2 separate regions of the Capsicum annuum genome follow, and region 2 is linked to region 1. Evidence: chromatin contacts called from public Hi-C data. All regions are on one chromosome and are shown on one strand. Each heading gives the region's core, a stretch centred on a gene start, on an enhancer-like site or on the middle of the called end of the contact. The rest is flanking DNA. Distances are from core to core; before and after follow the strand shown.

What was found. Hi-C and Micro-C count contacts between places; a contact is called where the count stands out from the background.
Region 2: a contact with region 1 is called in a Hi-C map of leaf, with 2.6 times the contacts expected there. The contact joins two enhancer-like sites. A contact is called at or near these places in 3 of 5 Hi-C or Micro-C datasets (bud, leaf and placenta).

The regions. Positions count from the first base shown.
Region 1 is chr9:211,473,440-211,476,186 of UCD10Xv1.1, reverse strand. It overlaps LOC107841044 (protein argonaute PNH1), which reads left to right. Exons shown (of 24, transcript XM_047396515.1): 21 at 50-123; 22 at 218-312; 23 at 396-427; 24 at 820-1,217. The coding sequence ends at 992. Among protein-coding and RNA genes, the nearest start is that of LOC107841044, 20 kb to the left of the region's middle. Within about 2 kb of position 1,421, at least 1 of the 5 cell types and tissues checked has an H3K27ac peak or open chromatin away from gene starts, as enhancers often do. A contact at or near this core is called in leaf, where this site is marked.
Region 2 is chr9:211,507,211-211,509,957 of UCD10Xv1.1, reverse strand. No RefSeq gene overlaps it. Among protein-coding and RNA genes, the nearest start is that of LOC107841044, 14 kb to the right of the region's middle. Within about 2 kb of position 1,412, at least 2 of the 5 cell types and tissues checked have an H3K27ac peak or open chromatin away from gene starts, as enhancers often do. A contact at or near this core is called in leaf, where this site is marked.

The DNA.
Region 1 (2,747 bases), core at 172-2,671:
GTTATTTGTTATTTTCTCTTGTTTTTCGACTTAAAATCTCCAAATGCAGGTACCGTGGTGGATACAAAAATTTGTCATCCAACTGAATTTGATTTTTACTTATGCAGTCATGCTGGAATTCAGGTGAAGTACTAAGCATTTGATGTGTTTGTATGTCTTATCAAGTCGAATATAAGATATCACATTATAAATACGAGTCTTTATTTTGGATTTGCAGGGAACTAGTCGTCCTGCACACTATCATGTTCTCTGGGATGAAAATAATTTTTCCGCGGATGAAATGCAGTCTTTGACAAACAACCTTTGTTACACGTAAGCAATGTTGATTCCAAATGTTGCTTTCTATTTCAGTTTTTCGGAAAATTCAACCTTAGTGACTGTTGGATAAATTGCAGATATGCTCGATGCACTCGATCTGTTTCAGTAGGTAAAATTTCTATAGCCCTCTCCTAAGACAATTACAAGGCTTGTTTTACATGTACTTGCATTCATTCTTCGTCTATCTCAGTCATTCAACATACGCGTTTACTTCAAATTATTTAGGGTCTGCTATATAAATCCTCTTCATCCATTTTGCTTTGTTTAGATCATTTGAGTAGACTGCATTAGACTTTTTTTATGCTAGCCATCAACTTACTTTGTCGTGACATTATGAGCTCGTTTGAGTTAGTTGATAAACATAAGTGTCTGAACCACTTCTAGTGCTGGAACTCATTCTATAAGCAATAAAAATTACGTATTTGGATACTAGTGCTGAAGCAGATAGTAAACATATCGTTCTCTAAACATTCTAGCAATCGTTTTTTGTTGTGGATGCAGTTCCTCCCGCATATTATGCACATTTGGCGGCCTATAGAGCGCGTTTCTACGTGGAACCTGACTCACATGGAAATGGTTCAATGCGTAGCACGCGTGCAACGAATGGTTCTGTCAATGTCCGGCCACTACCAGCGTTGAAAGAGAAGGTTAAGAATGTGATGTTCTATTGCTAGAAGGTTGAATGTTGAATGTTACATAGTAGTAGTAGTAGTAGTCAGTACATGTATGAAAATTAGGATAGGGTTCTAATTATGAAATGCTATGTTCATATTGTAACTAGTAGGGAACAAATTTCAATAAGAAATTTTGTAATAGATGTCTCTGCTTTGTGTAATACATGTACAATGTCTAGTTTAATGTTTAGGAATCAGATGAATAGCTTTGCCATTTTATATTGTTCCTTTTATTGGTTTCCCTTCGGCATCCGGTACCCTCATTAGAGCCCGACTAGTCCAGATTCGCACCACGTATGACTCATTTGTAGAAACCGCTCCTTACCAAAAGATTTTTTTCATCCACAGAGCTCGAAACAGAGACCTCTCATTAAGAAATAAGCAGTCTCATCCGTTGCACCACATCCTTTAGTGGTATATTATATTGTTTCACGCCTCTTAAAAGTTGTTCACGAGTACTAGACCCCCGCAAATTTTAAGTGTCTAACTAATTTAGGGGGTCTTCATTATGTATTCTCCCACAATATAATAATCAGAGTCAAGAAATTAACATTCTAATTTCAAGCTACAATCAACATGGCATCTAATCTAAATTAATTGCAACGAGCATCCAATGAATATTAATTCATGCAGCTGGAGCATAATCATAGTCTCCATCATCACCATCTCCTTCCAAGGATGCTGCAGGAGCATAATCATGGTCTCGATCATCGTCATCTCCTTCCAAGGATGCTGCAGGACAATAGTCATGATCTCCATCATCATCTCTGTCTAAACAAGACTCTCTCTTCTCGTACCCAATAATCTTGAAAATGATAGACATTCTATATATCTCTACTTAGAAAATAGAAATATTGAAATATGAGATGATATTGAATGTTGTATGATCTCTTTGATATAGAAAATAAAATATGGTTTTTTTGTGGTTTGAATTGGTGAGGAAACTAAATGCTTATATAAAGGAAAGAGGCAAGTGTGGATTCATTTTGACACGTTAAAAAGTGTGTAATGTTACATGAGGAATGTGCAAAGCCATAAGCTTGGCTGAATTTTACTAACTTTTTGTGTTGCCACATCCAGAATTCACTTTACATGTCAATATATATATGATGAGTGTAATAAAGCTTATTCTCCATCCTTGTGGTGGAGATAGAATATCTCTCTCTCTTTCTTTCTAGCTTTATGAGTGGGAGATCATGAGTTGGATTTAAGTAAAATTTTAAAAATCCTCATCTTAAAAATAACACAAATTACCTGTTATAATAGGTAAATATAGTCTAATGATATAAAAAAAATTACATTGACCATAAATAAAACTTAATCTAATGGGTAATAACTTTGATGCACTTTGAACTTATAAATTATTTGTATTTTCAATTATTTATAAAAAGTTTATATAAAAGTTTCTTATTTTTATTTTAGTTGATTTATATTTTCTCGTTTCAAAGTTATATCTTCTGTTTTACTTAGCAAGATAATGTTTTATTTATATATATAGGATTTCTATCGTATTTGAGGTTTAAATACTTTTAGAATATAGGAATAATAACATGATATTTGGAGTGTTGAAAAATAAAAATATTTTCTCAAATACATAAAATTCTAGTCATCTTATAAGTAATTTGTGTGCATTTATAATTGAGAGTTTTGAACGATAAAATATTCTAAAAAAGAACAGACTCTTTTTTGACAAACAACATGGATAAATTTCATCTAAAATATTTGTCTTTCTTTTAAAATTCATAAGAAATAAAC
Region 2 (2,747 bases), core at 163-2,662, 34 kb before region 1:
ATACAAATGCATACAAATACATATGCTACAAAATGTAATTTGATAAAAATTTTGTTATTTTTTATAATTTAATACTTAAGTATGCCATGTATTTTTCCCAACAAACAAATTATGGAGGCCCAATCAATACTCACAATGAATACTTTTTTCCCAAGAAACTAGACTTGGAAAAATCAAAAATTTCTCTTAAAAAAAATGTTTAGGAAGTGCCAAACTAAATCAAAATGACCAAGCCAACCTGTAATTGAACTTTTAAAAATCTTTACATAGTTAGCTCGATTAGTTGGTTGACTCTTTATTCTTTAAAAATTTGTTTTAAATTTGATATCATTTTTATATATAAGTGCTCTGAAAATAACATACAAGAGAATTGAAAAAGATCATTTTTTTTCTATTCAGATTTTGTAAGTGGTCGTAGAAGATTATTTTCTTGAGTCATGTCGATGCATCACTGAAGCACCTCTCCTAACTTTTGTCCATTTTTTCTGGAATAATTTTTTCAGTTACATAGTATTGAGGTTTGTGTCACAAACAGACAATAGGCTTTTAGCTTTTTCAGTGCTCTAATAGGGCCCCTATTCTATCTCCTTTAAAGTTTTTTATGGACTTAGAGTCGGGAATAGAGTTGTGGCTTATTCGGTGCTACATCAAAATTCATTTTCAGACATAGTTGTTCACGAAAGGTGGCGTGGGACACTTTTTAGCAGTGGAAGTCTTACATCCAAGCAAGAGGTCAAAACAACTCATTTATCATCCTGGTCTGATCCAAAAAAATCTTGTTAAATAAATTGATCCTTTATTGTATACCTTATTTCTTAGTCAATTTATTTTTACTTGGACTCGTCGTACTTCCTTTTACTACTCCTGAGATTTTTTTATGATTGAGAGTGGGGAGTGAAAAGAAATGCAACAAAGAAGGACTGCATGAAACGGAATACACTTATTAAGACAGACGATCGAGAAAGAAAGACTTTACATTCGAACATTGATTGATCTTAACTTAGCATACAAGCCGCTGCTTCATTTCATATAGTGATAATGCTTTCTCTTTTTACTGCTCTGTCCCCTTTTATAGTAAGGGCTACTTTAGTTACACGATTTTCTCTTATAAGGTGACTTGATTCAACTTGACCTACTTGACTCAGCGGCGAGAGTCATTAGTTCAAATCCAATAGTAGGTAAAATCGACCGAAACTCTTATTTTGCCAGCATGGCAACAAGCATAGACTGACAACAAAGAATCAATTTAATGATCAAAGCATAAGTTACTTTCACTTGTGGCCTTCTTCAACCAGCTTGATACCTTAATATCAAGAAACCCCCATCCCACAAGTAGGTGAAGACCTGAAGGATCAGAAAATCCAATGGCAAACCTTTCACCACGTCCTACGATTCTCTTGCGAAGTGCTCTTTCCAACTCCTGCCCCCGCAAACGATGAAGTTTCAAGATAGTTGGCGAGTCCGGTGCAAATCTTCTAGGGAGTGTACTCCTAGTTTCTACTCTTTCTCTATTCTAAAATGAAAAATAGAAAAAAGAAAAAGAAGTGCGGAGGAGGCGATATTTTATTACATTGTTTCTCTTAAGGCAATTGAAAATAACAAGGATTCGTTACTTACCACCTCCCTCAATAACCTGAGCTAATTGAACTTTCGCGAATGAAACTTCCCTGTAGGCTCCTAATAAAGAACTAAAGTATGGGCGTACTCTATACAAAAATTCTCCATTCTTGAAACCCAAAGCCAATCCTTAATTAAGGATAACGACATTTCACTCATTCCTTCTCATCAATTTCTTTTTGTTGTACTTAAGTTTCAAAATAATGCATTATTAGTTACTATTCATGAGATATCCAACTCATTGAACAAGATTTTTAAAAGGAGGAAAGAGGATCATCATCATGTAAACTGTCCTTTCTCTATCAATTACTACAATGATTAAGAACTAATGTCAAAAGGGTAATCTTACATGTACTTTAAGGTTCTATTCGATATCAGAAATCTGTTGACTCGACTAATTAAAATTCACGTCAAGTTGGTCTATTAAAATAGATATAATGCTTCAAATCAAGAAGTCTATTTTCGAAATTTAAATCCGATTCTTTTAATCAAGGATCACGGAATTTCACTCATTCCATCACATCCGTTTTAGTGGTACTTTTAAGATTTAAAAATAATACATTAGTGACTATACATGAGATCCAACTCATTAAACAAGATAAAAAGGAGGAAAAAAACAAATCCTTTTTCATCATGGAAACTGTCCTTTCTCTATCAATTACTACTATGATTAAGAACTAACTAATGTCAAAAAGTGTAATGTTACATATAATACGTTAAGGTTCTATTCGAGATCAGAATCTGTTGACTCGAATAGTTGAAATTTCAAGTCAAGTACATCTATTAAGATAGATATAATGCTTCATGTCAAGAAATTCTCAATTCTTGAAACTCAAACTCAACACTTTTAACTAGAGATAATGAGATTCTATTCATTCCAGCACATCTGCTTCGTTGTAATTTTAAGTTCAAAATAATGCATTAATGACTACATATCATGAGATCCAACTCATTGAAAGGGTAAAAAAAAATCATTTTTCATCATGGGAGCTCATGTCCTTTCACCATCAATTACTACTATGATTAAGAACTAATTATTGTAAAAGAGGGTAATATTATATTCGATATCAAAAATTCGTTGACTCGACTAGTTGAAATTTCACGTCAAGTACATCTATTAAGATAGATGT